Regions from separate parts of the Mus musculus genome. Here regions 2 and 3 are each linked to region 1. Evidence: chromatin contacts called from public promoter capture Hi-C data. All regions are on one chromosome and are shown on one strand. The core of a region is the stretch at or near the end of the contact, and the rest is flanking DNA. Distances in the headings are between cores, read along the strand shown. Region 1 holds the start of Gosr1 (golgi SNAP receptor complex member 1). Region 2 overlaps Efcab5 (EF-hand calcium binding domain 5). Region 3 overlaps Abr (active BCR-related gene).

What was found. Promoter capture Hi-C pulls out the DNA fragments that hold promoters and counts their contacts.
Region 2: a promoter capture Hi-C map of pre-B cells shows a contact between it and region 1, with 2.1 times the contacts expected there. The contact joins the enhancer-like site here to the promoter of Gosr1 in region 1. A contact is called at or near these places in 8 of 39 promoter capture datasets (the 3T3-L1 cell line, the C10 cell line, the HPC-7 cell line and 4 more), 1 of 15 datasets of contacts at CTCF or cohesin (the NIH/3T3 cell line), 2 of 484 Hi-C or Micro-C datasets (the G1E-ER4 cell line and the N1E-115 cell line), 2 of 115 datasets of contacts at active chromatin or transcription factors (large pre-B cells and neural tube) and 3 of 9 other capture datasets (embryonic stem cells, liver and macrophages).
Region 3: a promoter capture Hi-C map of the C10 cell line shows a contact between it and region 1, with 2.1 times the contacts expected there. The contact joins the enhancer-like site here to the promoter of Gosr1 in region 1. A contact is called at or near these places in 3 of 39 promoter capture datasets (the 3T3-L1 cell line, the C10 cell line and macrophages) and 2 of 115 datasets of contacts at active chromatin or transcription factors (bone marrow-derived macrophages and effector CD8 T cells).

The regions. Positions count from the first base shown.
Region 1 is chr11:76,760,886-76,765,678 of GRCm38.p6, forward strand. It overlaps Gosr1 (golgi SNAP receptor complex member 1), which reads right to left and starts at 2,693. Exons shown (of 9, transcript NM_016810.4): 1 at 2,635-2,693; 2 at 350-470. The coding sequence starts at 2,665.
Region 2 is chr11:77,094,609-77,099,401 of GRCm38.p6, forward strand. The region is part of intron 17 of Efcab5 (EF-hand calcium binding domain 5); the gene reads right to left. Among named protein-coding and RNA genes, the nearest start is that of Nsrp1, 19 kb to the left of the region's middle. Within about 2 kb of position 2,558, at least 5 of the 459 cell types and tissues checked have an H3K27ac peak or open chromatin away from gene starts, as enhancers often do. A contact at or near this core is called in pre-B cells, where this site is marked.
Region 3 is chr11:76,486,715-76,491,507 of GRCm38.p6, forward strand. The region is part of intron 2 of Abr (active BCR-related gene); the gene reads right to left. Among named protein-coding and RNA genes, the nearest start is that of Timm22, 82 kb to the left of the region's middle. Within about 2 kb of position 2,852, at least 24 of the 459 cell types and tissues checked have an H3K27ac peak or open chromatin away from gene starts, as enhancers often do.

The DNA of each region.
Region 1 (4,793 bases), core at 1,443-3,942:
GTCCCCTGTCTCTGCCTCCTAGTGCTGGCAGAAGTGTACAAGCATGCCTTTAGAAACTTACTATTGATACAAACTCATTTTTAAACTCAAGAAGTTTCTTCCTCAGCTATCACAATCTTTAAGATCTCAAATAAATGTTAGTCTCAAGAATTAGGAAGAATTGGGATTAAAGATACACAGACAGATACACACAGAGAGACACAGAGACAGATGGACAGACACATACACACAAAGATAATGACAACAAAATCAAAACATCAGCAGCTTAGCAGCAGATCAGGTAACAGAGTTCTCTATGTCGGTGTTCTTTTAAAGCATCCCAGAGTCAGGCATCAGAGTCTGGCAGTACCTGTACCTATCGCGTCCTCCATCCCGTGAGCCGCTGTGGCTGTAGCTCGTACAGAGTTTACTGAAGGAAACGAGTTTCAGGTCAAGTTCGTTTTCCAGCTGCCGAGCTTGTTTCCTGAGATCTTTTAAGAAAATTACAAAAGTAAATCATTGGTCTATCAGTAGACGCTAAATTCCTAAGATATTTTAAGAAAGGCAACTATGAAAATGATCACATATTGATCTCTGATCTAGTTACTCAGAAACCAAAGGCATGTCTAAGAAAATAAATTGGTCAAGTATTTAAAGTTCAGATGGGAGCCATGAGGGAGGCAGTTGTGGGAGACACACAACCTGTCCCTTTTCTTTCAAAGACAGCTTGACAGCCAGTGCCATAGCATCCCTGAGAATGCTCTCATAGCAACAACCAACTGCTGTAACTTAAAGGGCAACAAGGGGAGAATATAAATCACGGAGAAATGAAGATGGTCTATAACCCTCACATCAGTTTACCAGATAGCTTTCTAAGAAGCTAGCATTCTTTTTGACACAGTTTTCTTTGTTTCAAAACTCTGTTAGGAGTTTGGGTCTTGCCTTTTCGTTTTTCAAACAGGCAAAATACCTCAGCAATTAAACACAAGGAAAAAGCAAAAGCAAATTAATAAAAAAAAAAAAATTGGGGGGGTATCAGGTAAAAACAAAGAGTACACTTTGAACAAGACAAATGTGACAGGTTTTTTTTTTTTTTTAAAGCATATGTTTTAAAAGTAGAAGCAAACAGATAAACTGGTGTAGAAGCTTGGTTTCTGAACGGCTGAATGAAAGGAGCCATACTTGGAAACCCAATATGTATGTACATACGTACGTATGTATGTATGTATGCATGCATATATGTGTATGTGTGTGTGTGTGTTCATGGTGAAATTCAAATGAAAGGAGTAAACACAGGAAGGAATAATGTAAGAATGTCTCAGGACTAAAGAATATCAAGACACTGTGTCATTATATTTTGCAATCCAAGGCAGGAAGCAGAATTATATGGTGGAGTGTATCTACCCAGAGACCAAATCCCACTCCTAACGTCAGCTCAGCCACCTATTGTCTTTGAGATTTACTGATGATCCAGTTCATTTAAAAACCTCAAGCTTTCAGTTTTTCTATACATGCTTAAAGCATCTGGTACAAAGATATATTGTCAATATATTAATTGCTTTAATTATTACAGTATAGTGTTTCAAAAACCCACAGCCTAATGACTATCAATAATGACTATCATAGCAGCTACTCCTATCTACATAGTTTAAAAAGAAATTCTAGCTACGACAAGTATTTCCAAAGGGCATTTTAAATACACATTTTAAACTATAGGCATGTTTCTCTGTAATTCTATTTATCTATTTAGTCTAATGAAAAGCATAAAGTAGAATGTATTTTGAAAACATGACAGAACATAAAATTCAGTCCCTTAGATCTACTGGCTGATGGTGACAATACCATATTTCCCAGGGGCTTCATGGGACAAAAAGAGGAAATAGGCTTAAAAACTAAATAAGCAAAAGGTTAAATGAAACAAAGTGGGCCATTTCTGATCTCTGTGGATCACTGTGGACTAGGAAGGTTTTGTGTGACCTCACTTGAGTGGACCAGACTTTCAGGAATTAAATAAGCACAACTGAAGGTTTTCCTGGCGGGAGACGAACAGCAAACGTATTCATTAGAACCTTTTTTTGCTATCATTTTTAACAAAACCGATCTTGGAGTCCAGGGAAGAAGGTACAGTTATTTTCAGTATTCTGTCACCCAGTCGTCATTAAAGTCTCAATCTCAAATTGCCAGTTGGGGTCCAGGAGGAGACGACCATCCACTAAAATATCCCTGCAAGGCTGGCGCTGACAAGTCCCTCCTCACTCCTAGTTGTCTGACAGTGACCTCAACTCCAAGGTTCTGACTGCTCGTCTTCCGGGCTCTGGATATTGTTGCTCAACACCCTCCTCCCAAGAGCTCGTCCCCGCAGCCCCATCCGGAGAGCCTCACTACCCCTCACACACTTCCATCTGGAGCCTCAGGCGCCTCTTCCTCTCCATCCCGGCTCCCTCCACTCCCGGACCCAACCCCTTCCCAGGTCCGGCTCACTCCGCCCCAGCTCCTTCCCCAAGTTCCCAGGCCCAGGGCTCCTCTTGGACAACCTCATCCCAAAGTGTGGCTCATTCCGTAGCCTGGCTCTTCCCTCTGCTGCCTCCCTCAAGATCCAGCCTCATTAAGTTCACTCTGCACCCGGTGGAACCCACTCCGAGGCCTTGCCCTCACCTTCCCAGTAATTGCTGGTTCCTGCCGCCATCTTTGTTGCCCAACGTCAGTCGGGACAGGCGAGTAGAGGCCTTGAAGGCCAGAGAGTCACCTCCACGCCTTCTTCCACCCCCGAGCGCCGAGGCTGATGGGATACGCTAGCCTCCTTAGACACTGCCACCTGGTGGACAATTCGTTATTTTACAGCTTTAAGTAGCTCGTTTGAAAGCGTCGTTTAGCTGTTCTGGGTGTTCATACCACATCTTTTCAGTCTTCAGTCTTCAATTTCTTCATCTCGGATTGTTCTTTTCAGCGGGTGACTTAGAGGAGAGACACAATTTCCATTATCTCCCCTTAAATAGGATGTCTTGGGACCGGAGGTGGGGGGGTGGTGGTGGTGGTGTCAAGCTTAATGGGGCAGGTGCCTTGCCTGAATGTAAGAGGGTCTGGGTTCGACCCCCAGCATTCCATAAACAGAACATGGTAGTATATGCCTTTAATCCTAGTACTCAGAATGTGGGGATAAAAAGACCAGAAGTTCAAGGTCATCCTCAGCTACATAGAGAGTTCAAGGCTAGGTGGGGATAAATGTCTCAAGAAGAAAAAGAAAAAGAAAAAGAAAAAGTACCTTCAATCAGCATTTTCCTTTCTCAGAGCCAGTGGTTCTTTTCCTGCCCATCTTCCACTGTCCAGTATGTAAAGTTCCTTCCCTGGTTGACTTCCCTATGTCTACAGCAGAGCATCAGTCCTCTGTCCCTTGCTAACAGCTTCCATGTGCCCACAGCCTGAAGCTCACTGATGTCGTTAGACTAGCTGGCTATCCAGCCCCAGTTTTGGCTTTCCCAGTGCTGGGATTACAGACATATGATGACACGCCTGGCCTTTTCATGTTTGTCCTAGGGATCTGAACTCACATCCTAATGCATGCATGCCAAGCAATTTACTGGCTGAGTATAATATGCATTATAGTAATAAATTGTTATGTGTTGTTTAAGTCCATTGAAAAGCTGGTTGTGGACATAGGGTTGTCACCCCGTGCCCCAGTCACACACATACTTAATACCCAAGCATATTTCTTGTAAATTGTCCCAGAGACCCCCTGGCTGGGGATGGGCTACCTGGCTGGCTCTGTGAGAAAGCAATAGTGTAGCAAAATGGCCCAAAGAGTAAAAAATACCAGGTCCGGGAGGACAGAAGGAGAGTATCTGAGTTAACACACCGTGTCCTTGATCACAGCTGATCATTCCCTCTGACCTTCCTGACATAAAGATGCCCACGGTGGGAATGGTTCATTGGACATCTTACCTAAGAGAAGCCGTTCTTCCTGGAACCCTTTTTGTGGGTCAGAGAGAGGCTCCAACTAGCTGGTTTTTGCTCTCCAGGTCTCCTCCGTTGCTTTCTGCTGGATGACGTAAGTGTCTGATCTCATGAACTACTACCTCCTGCTTGCTGTCTCTTTCTTTCATTTCTGTTTGCTGTATACCTAAAAACCAAACTTGCTTGAAAATAGCACAGCGATTGCAGATCATTCTTTGTTCAGGACACTGGGCCATCTCCCCAGGTCCCTGGCTATGCATTTCTTAAACTCGATTTCCCATTGTTCTGTTTGGAGAACATCTTCTATTCTGCCTGCAGGGTGATTGACAGACTAGCGGGTGTTTCCCTGCCCGCTGCAGGTTGCTGCTGAACCTATCTGGTGAGCTTATTCCCATCATTGACTTTTTCAGGTCTTTTGCACTCACTTCTTCTTTTCTTTGTGGAGACTGTTCCCTGCTGATGCTTTTTAAAACCATTGGTCACACGATTGTTTATAGCTGGGTGTGGTGGCGTGCTCCTTTAATTCCAGCCCTTGGGAGGCAAAGGCAAGTGGATTTCTGTGAGTTTGAGATGGTCCGGTTTACACAGTGAGTTCCAGGACAGCCAGGGCTATGTAAGCAATGGTTCTCAACCTGTGGGTTGTGACTTCCTTGGGGTGGGGTGGAGGTGTCAAAGGACTCTTTCACAGGGGTTACCTAAGACCATCACAAAACACAGATATTTTCACTATGATTCATAGCAGTAGCAAAATTACAGTTATGAAATAAAATAACTTTATGATTTGGGGTCAAAACAAGATGAGGAACTGCATTAAGGGTCACGGCATCAGGAAGGTTGAGAGCCATTAGCTTACAGTGTTTCTA
Region 2 (4,793 bases), core at 1,308-3,807, 330 kb after region 1:
GCTTTCTCCAAAATTCCCATTTCTTTTTCTAGCGACTTACTCAGTTCTCTGCTTGGATATTCAATATGCACTTCTACCTCAGCTTGCCAAAGTGTGAACTCTTTTTTACAAAAGATTTATGTATTTATGTATGTATGTATGTATGTATGTATGTATGTATTTAATGTATATGAGTACACTGTAGCTGTCTTCAGACACACCAGAAGAGGGCATCAGATTCCTTTACAGATGGTTGTGAGCCACCATGTAGTTGCTGGGATTTGAACTCAGGACCTCTGGAAGAGCAGTCAGTGCCTTAACCACTGAGCCATCTCTCCAGCCCCAAAGTGTGAACTCTTTAAAAAGTATTTATATTTATTTATTTGTGTGTGCATGCATGTGTGTGTGTGTGTGTGTGTGTGTGTGTGTGCATGCCTGTGTGTGTGTGTGCTGTGCTGTGCACATGCCTGTGTGTGTGCATGTGAGTGCCCACAGAGGTCAGAAGGTGGCATTGGATGCTTTGGAACAGGAGTTACAGGTGGCCGTGAGCCACCATGTGGGTGCTGGGAACAGAACTCCAGTCCTCTGCAAGAGCAGCTGAGCCCCCGAATGTGAACTCTTCATCTTCCCCCACCAGAACCCCCACCCTACAGCGTCCTCCAGTTTTACTAATGGCCTCTCCATTTCTCCAAACCATGGCGTCAACCTTGGCTCTTGTTTTATTCACATTTTGCACCCAAGCTGTGGAGTTACGTCTCAACAAAATCTGTACTAACATGCGCTACGACTGGACCGTGTTTCACCATTTCTGTTGGCACCACTCCCACCTTCCATTCCTGCAGCAGCCGGCAGCCCCGCTGACTGGTCGCTGACTATCCCCCCCCCCCGCCCCTCCCCCACCACAAAGCCTTTCTAACAGAGGTCTTATTTTCTCCTCCCCCACTCCTGTCCCTCTTTTCTTCTTTTAACCCTGGCTATCCTGAAACTCACTCTGTAGACCAGGCTGGCCTGGAACTCACAGTGATTGCTTCCCAAGTGCTGGAATTAAAAGTCAGCATTACCCTGCCCAGTTCCTTATATTTCCTGATTTTATTTTTTAGGTGGAGTCTTGCCATGTAACTCGGGTTGACTTTTGAACTCATACTCCTTCTTCTGCCTTAGTCTTCAAGCGCTAGGAGTGGGAGCCACTATCCTGGCCATCAGAGTGACTCTTTGAAAGCATACGCCATGTCACGAAATTCTCCAGCTTATCCTTTTTCTCACAGTCTGTTTGGACAGTGTGAAACTCTGACTGATTCGGCCCACTGCCCCACCCATCACCTTCTATGTGCCTCTAGTTCTCTTGCTCTGCTCCTGACACAGTGTCCTCCCTGTTTCACCACACCGTGTATTCCTGCTTTAGAAGGTCTTTGCTTTGGTTCCTTGCCCTGCTTGAAGTACTCGCCACAGACGGATCCATATAGCTGAGTTCCTTGCTTAAATCTTACCGTATGACAAGGTCTCTCTTAACTATCTATTTATATTTGAACTGCTTCACACAAGACCTTAGGTGAGATCCACCACATCACCTAAGAGAAAACAAAACTCCATCCCACACTCCTTCCCTGTCTCCCACCAACGCCACCCAATCACCTTACCCTGCTTACTTATTTTATCACGAATTTATAAAACAGTTTTATTATTTTTTAATGTACATCTGGTATTTGGTCTACACATATGCCTACGTGAGGGAGTCAGATCCACTCGAACTTGAGTCAGACAGTGGTGAGCTGCCATGTGGGTGCTGGGAATTGAACCCAGGTCCTCTGGAAGAGACCAGTCAGCACTCTTGGACTTTGAGCTGTCTCTCCAGCTCCTTAGCATTATTATTTTTTGTTATCAAGGTATATATTTGTTATGTTTACTGCCCTGTGTGAGTGTGTTTATGTGAGATGTATGTATGTGTGATTGTGTGTGTGTCTGTGTGAGCATAGTGCTCTGCCACCGGCTCCATCCCAGCCCTGCCTTGTTTATTCTCTGCTTTCCTCTGTTTTTGTCTTAGATAGGCTCTCACTCTCCTGATAGCATGCAAGAGCCACCTTGGAGTTGTGAGCTTCTTGAGAGCAGGGACTTTAATCAGCTTTATTCTCTGTTGGTCCCCAAAGTCCTAAGACAGAGCCTGGCACAGAGCCAACATTCCTTTAAAGTGGCTGAGTGAAGGATGAAGGAATAAAGTTTGGGGAGCAGGCAGAGACGAAGGGCGGCAATGCTAACAGGAGAAGAGAGGATAAGCCAGCAATGGAGGAGGCTTACACTTGCCTAGCCCAGCAGCCTCACTGGATTCAGAGAGGTGTCCAGATGCATTTAGGAAAGAGTGAGAGACCTAGTAATGCCCCTGCCCCTGCAGCGCTGGGTGATTTCCTCTCATTTCATCTCAGGGTAACATCTTGGGAGTGGGGACTAAGAGTGCAGTTCCCCAGTGAACATGGCAGGACCCTTGGGAGATGTTCTAAATATGGAGGCCCGCAGACTCCCCCTCAGGCCCTAGGAGTTGGGAAGAGAGGCTGTTTCCTGTCCAGACAGTAAGGGAAGAATCCAGTCCCACCAGAAGCCAACGGTCCAAGATAAAGAACTTAGAGAAGCGTGCACACAGGAAGTCACTTCACTCTTCAAACCAGCAAATCATCACGTGGAGATGCAGGGATTCAAACACCAAAGGAGAAAGAGAGGGAGGAGAACACTGCAAGACTGCAATCATCAGTGCCCTGGGAGACCCGAGGTGAAATGTGAACAGAGGTGCAGGGGCTCTCGCTCACACCGCCCCAATCCACAGCTTAGCAGGTAAGAACTTAAAAAACAGAGAAATAAATAAATAAATAAATAAATAGGAAAAGTAAAAGCAGCACAAAGGAGGGCAGGGGATGGGAGAGAAACCAGGACGCTTGTTTACCTATTTGCAGACATGGGGAATCAAGCCTAGGGCTTTGTGCACGCCAGCTCTACGACTTAAGCTGTACTCTACCCACTAAAAATAGCACTTTGAAGATTGAGTCTAGGAGACCCAATGTCTGAATAAAGTGTTAGAAAGAAGGAACAGAAGGAAGGGAGAGGAGGGTCACCATCAGCCTCCAGGTCACCTGTGCTGGATACATGAACTACCCTCCAGCTGGCTGAGCAGAGAAGAGGTTTGTGAAGAAAAAGATGCCCCCTTCCAAGCAGACGTAGCATCAAGTCAAGGCAGGCACAGCGCTCAGTCAGTGGAATCGGGTTAGAGAGTGAGCGGACATTTGCCCACTCAGGTGTGTGTGTGGGTGGGGGGGGGGGCTTTGTGCAGCGCACAACTTGCACAGCTGTAATAGCACCCTTGATGCTATGTATGTAGGTATCCAGGAGGTGAGGACCTAGATTTCACAACTGAAGAGACCCAGCAAGAACCCAGACCAATGGGTGGAAACAGCCACACCAAGGCTTCTCACCACAAAATCTCACAGCTCTGGGGATAAAGGAGAAGCAAAACACAAGTAACATGTGCAAACTCAGAAAACAAGGAAGGCTTCCCACATCTCAATAGCAGCCTTGCAAGTCAAAAGGCCATAGAGACACAAAAGTTACACAGAAGAGCTGCCATTGATCTAACCACTTCACCCCTAAGGTCTGAGCCCAAGAGAACAGAATACTCATCTTCTTAAACAAAACAAAAGAAAACAAAACAAAACAAAATCACCACCATCCAACAAAACAACTGTAAACAAAACAGTCCTGGTAACACAATCCCAACAGTAAAAAAAACGAAGATCCCAGGGGCCCATGATCCAATACGTGGATAAGTGAGCTATAGCATATCCACGTATAGATAACTCAGGAATAAACAACTACCATTCACCAAAATGTAGACGAACCCTGCAAACACTAGGATGAGCAAACAAGACACCACCGATTGCATAATACCATTTGTACCAAAAGTCAGGACAGGCAAATCCAAACAGACAGACAGAAAGCAGATACACGGTTGCTCGGGAACAGAGTGCGAGAAGAGGGAGCCAGCACTAATGGGCTACAGCTTACTTTTGAAAATGTCATAAAATTAGATAGTGTTAATGATTGGTGTACTATCCAAACGGAGTAGTTCAGAACGCACGAGTGTATGTGACGTGATCTATGCGTCTCTTGCTTTCCTTCGAGACAGGCTGGCTTGAACTTGTTATGGACTCAAGGGTGGCCTCTTAAGCCTCTCAAGCTCTTAAGTGAGCGTAAGGCCTCTCAGCCTCTACCTCCCAAGTGCTGGCGTTGCAGGCTGGGGCCTCCATGCCTCCTTTTCTGTGGGATCGGGCGTTGATCCCTCAGCCATGCATATGTGTGGCATGGACCCTAACAAAACGACCTATGTCCCAAGTTTGGAAGCTCATGTTTTTTTAAAATGAGGTATCTCATTTAAAACACACACACACACACACACACACACACACACACAAAACAAAAAACAGACAATGAATGGATCAATGTGTCTCTGGTTAAAGAGTTTCCCCCAATCTGGTGACAGAGAGAGAGGAAGTCAAACAGAACCTCCTGAGTCCCCAAAACTCCTAAATGTCTTCAAAAGGATTTTCCCCGGCAAAGTTCAAATCAAGTACGAGTGATGAAGTGAAAACGTTTTCAGACATAAAATCCTCTTCCTCAGACAACCACTACTGGAGGAGGGCACAGAGGTCAAGGGCTTGCTCAGCTAAGTGTGGGACCCTCGGTCCTAGACCCAGCACTTAAGGAAAAGCCAGGAGAAAGGTAACTGCTATTGGGTAAGGACGACCAGTGAGAGACTTTGGAGCTGTCAGTCCTGA
Region 3 (4,793 bases), core at 1,602-4,101, 270 kb before region 1:
AAGCTGGTCTGGAACCCACAGCAATACCCCTGCTTCAACCACTCAAAAGCTGAGATTCTATTCATGAACCTCCATGCTCTGCCTAATGCCAGGTATTATTATATTAGATAAGTTTTGGAAAACAGCAAAACATAAAAGAAAAAGCAACCACCCATACTCCTGCTGCCATCTCGTGTGGTTTCTCTCCCATCCTCTGCCAGCGTTTCTGCTCGCCACCATTTTCTCCTTACTAACTTTGTGATGCTAACTAGGGCCAGCAAGGACCCGCTTTATATCTGGTCTAACAGGGAAGAGGGGATAAAGACATTCTTTCATGACTGAGGTTGAGCTTGGTTACATGGGACGGGGAACAGTTAAGGACAGGGAACAGTTAAGGACAGACAGGGCCCCCAGAGGAAGTGATATATAAACTGAGACAGGGTTGGAGAGAATGGGGCGGAAATGGGTATGGAAGCCCTGGCCTTGTGGCCACTTGTGCTAAGGTCTTCCTGTCCTAGGGGCTCAACACCATAACAGGTGTCAGCTGTGGGCCACCCACGCTTACCTCAGCCATTCCTCATGGTGTACGGCTAGGTTTCCCTCCCTCCTGAATTCCTGTTCCCCAGTGGTAGAGATCATGCCCTGTTTAAGCCTGGATGCCAACTGGCACAGTGGCATAGAGAAAGGCGTTAAAATTTTACCTTCAGTGAAGAGCATGTAATTTTCACCAGGCAGGAAAATTTATTTTATTCAAGCTTTATTCCTGGCTGCTCATCAGCCCGCCTCCCTCCCCTCAGCCATGTCTGGATGCTTCCTTGACTATCTCCAGGATTGGTTCCTCCCACCTAAGGTCTCTGAACTGATCTCTGAATCCTCCCTCTCTCCTGCGGTAAAATCAATCTTCCAAGAACATCTTCTGGTCAAGGACTTAATATAAATACTGCAAAATTCAATTAGGAAAGATAGGTTCACTTATCTATTTATTCAACAAATATTTACTGAATGCTCAGCAGCCCCTATGGCTACAACAGGAAGCAAGCAGTCGCAGCCTTCACCTGGTTTATAATCTAGTAGGAGAAGAAAACATTGAAACAGACAACGATAAATAAATAAGGAAGGCCAGAAGCTGTAACTTGGGCTGTAGCATATCTTACTTAAATACCTGTAATGGCCTCAGGCCCTTCCCTACCTCCCAATCTCTTCCAGGGCCAAGGCCCAGCCATTTCTGCCTTTCCAAGAAAGGTAGTCATACTCAGCCCTGAAGCTGGCCTTCTGAGCTTTTTCCTAGGCTAAGTGACACCTCTTCTTCACAGGACGGCTATTCTGTCACTTCTTCCTCGGGCCTTAGCACCTAAGACCCACATGGCCTTGAGGTTACCTGCCTGGCTAGTGGGTGATGTCCCTTAGGCCTTTGCAACAACTGCTTTACGCTCTTCTTCCCCAAGACAAGCTCTTCTTCCCCAAGACAAGCCTCAATCCTGGGTCGCACCTGCCCTTCAGCAGAAAAGGCTTTTAACTCCTCTCCAGACTTGCATATTTGCTTTCCGGCCCTCCGACACCCACACTGAAGTGAGTTCTGTATTCTTCCTTATATAACAGAAACAACACCATTGCATACACTAGCAAGATTTTGCTGAAAGGACCCAGATATAGCTGTCTCTTGTGAGACTATGGCCTAGCAAACACAGAAGTGGATGCTCACAGTCAGCTATTGGATGGATCACAGGGCCCCCAATGGAGGAGCTAGAGAAATTACCCAAGGAGCTAAAGGGAACTGCAACCCTATAGGTGGAACAACAACATGAACTAACCAGTACCCCGGAGGAGCTCTTGTCTCTAGCTGCACATGTATCAAAAGATGGCCTAGTCAGCCATCACTGGAAAGAGAAGCCCATTGGACTTGCAAACTTTATATGCCCCAGTACAGGGGAACGCCAGGGCCAAAAAAGGGGAGTGGGTGGGTAGGGGAGTGGGGGGGTGGGTATGGGGGACTTTTGGGATAGCATTGGAAATGTAAATAAGGAAAATACCTAATAAAAAATATGAAAAAACAAAAAGACAAAAACCAGAAACAAATGAGACTTAAAAGAGGCAGAGCTGGGGTCCACCCCAAGGCCTCCAACGCTAGCTACCTCATCTTCCACTGGGATGTTTCCTTCCCTCTCCCACACCCTTCCCAAGCTTGTACTTATAGATCTGTTGTCTCAAACAGCTCCTTTCTGGGCATCAAATGCACGCACACCCTTAATGTGAGCTAGAAAAAGTCTATCAAGCCACGGAAATCTCTCAAGCCACGGAAATCTCTCAAGCCACAGAGAAAACCCATTCCAGTGTCCCTGAAGACTTTCCAAAGTGAGTATTCTCCACATCTTTTCCTAAGTGGTACAAATGTCTGAACATAGTTGCTCCCCAAACTATGAAATGTTATCTCACCCCAGAGTAAAGACAATGATCACCCTGCAGAGAGGTCCACGTTACTTTAATAACGAAGGGACTTCTCCGGTATGATGGAATTTGAGGAAATTCCTGGTTTACCTTAGTAGTCACGTGTAACAATGAGGTGGAGGGGGTAAAGGTTAAATTGCTGGCTTTGAGGCTAGAGAATGGAACCTGCAACCAAGGGATATAGGGAAAAGGTGAAATAAATTTATTTCTTGAGAGCTTCCTGAAGCTCTACAAGAAACTAAATCAGGGTTGTCTCTAGCCATAAGTTTGCGGCAGCATTAGGAAGCCAGTGCAAACCCCACATTAAGGAAGCACAGAGTTACTTATTGATGGCTTCACAAGTACCAAGAACGGTGCTAAGTGCTCTTCACTGGCATCTCACAATCTGGTAGGTATAATAAACATTACGGCCCTGAGGCACAGAGGGGTGTAAATGGCCAGCTGCTTGGAGACAGCCCAGCCTCCAACAACACCCTGGAGTCCAAGGAGGGCAGGGCTCCAGCTCTCAAAGTCAGATCCACACTGGCCTGCGAGCTGCCTGCTTCCCAAACCTGATCTGCACTTTGCCTTCCAAGCTGGAGGCCACTGCTCCTGTACTGGCCCTCATTCCTCCCATCCAAGGATTCACCTGCGAATCTGGCAAACGCTTGGTAAACAGGTGGGCTTCACCCACTGCAGTGCTCCTTAGCCTCTGTAAAGTTCCTGATCTGAAGAAGCCTTCCTCCACTGTGAAACAACCCATTTTAATAAGACCCTTGCCTCATATGCCTATCCCAAAAGAAGCTTTTGAGAAGAGATCTCTCTGAAAAGTCAATAATCAGTCATTTCCAAGAGTCCCCACTCTGGGCTATACTCCTAAAATTCAAGCTAGGATGGGGTGTAGGCAGCTGAGAATTCAATGATATAAAATTATGCTCTGTGAATTTTACTAACAGTCAGCCTGCTGCTCAGCTAGCACTGAAAAATCTTCCATCTTTGGACAGAGAGGGCTTTCTTCATATCACGTATGTTTCTGCTTTGGGACAATCTGGAGATGGTTGGCCCTGGTTCTGGAGTTATTGCCTGGCTGCTACCCTCTTGCAGCATACTCAATAAACTTAAAAACAAAACAAAACCTAGAAATTGATGGCTGTTTCCTCAGTCCTTGTGGGAGAGATTGTTTGTTTCATAAAACAACAGCGCTCAGAGTTCACTTGTTCCTTCTCTACTACACATGCCGGATGGTTGTTCTCAGCATGTTTTCCAGAGGAGCCCACATGCATCAAAAGCCCTGGGCAAATGCTCTGCCATGCAGCCAACCTTTCCCCAACACAGAAATGCTGTCACCCGCTTCTCTCCAATGGGGCTTATAAATCAGATCCTTCGTGGGCACCTTCATCCCCAGCGATTTACACAAACTGCTAGACTGCTAGTTTGTCATCTTGAGGCCCCTAAATCAACACACCGGGTCACTATGGTAGTATCTATTGATAAGCCATGGGCGGCTCTGGCCTGGGCTTCCACAGAGCTTAGGGCTAAATAAAGCCTCCTAAGGTTTGGTTCTAAGCCAAGTCAAGAAACAATCTTTCCATGGCCCTTTATCTTCTCCAAGGCAACAGTGAGGACTAAGCAGCCCAGCTCTAGCTGTGCGTGAAGCCACAAGCTAACGGCGAGGGTCTGAGACTTTGCAGACTGCGTAATTTAGCCCACAGGCCACACCAGTTTGCAAGGGACACTCAGGATTAGAGCAGATGCCATGTGGGGTTGTACTCACATCAGGGCCTGATGCCCAAGTCAAGCCATAGCCTTAGGACAGCTGGGCCCGCTCATACCTAAGAGAGAACAGTGCTTGGAGTCTCTCTTCCCCCAGGTACCCCTTTTCTTGGTGGTAGTCCTTCACATTCCACCCTCCTGCTGTCTGAGCTACGGCCAGATTCATATACTCCATATACATTGAAGAACCTCAGTTGCTCATACCCCATCAGTATAACCTTGCCACACTGGCATAATAAAAGTTTTCAAGATGTAGACTAGGCTGGCCTTGAACCCACAGAGAGCCTCCTGCCTCTACCTCCCAAGTACTGGGATTAAAGACATGCCCTACCATTCCTTGGCCAATACAGATTTTATTACAGTCTTATCCTAAGCTTTATATCAAATCATAGAAATGATATATGAGTCCTGTTCTTCCTCATATACATTAAAACACACCTAACTATAAAACATGTATCAATATATCACCTAAAATCATTTCTCAAACCATCAATTATGTGGCCCATACATCTGGAAAGACCAACGGGATGATGGGTAACATCATCACTGCAGAGGAGAGACCTGAGTCGTCAAACATGAATACAGGCATTTCAGACAAGCCATTCTTGTTAAGCACA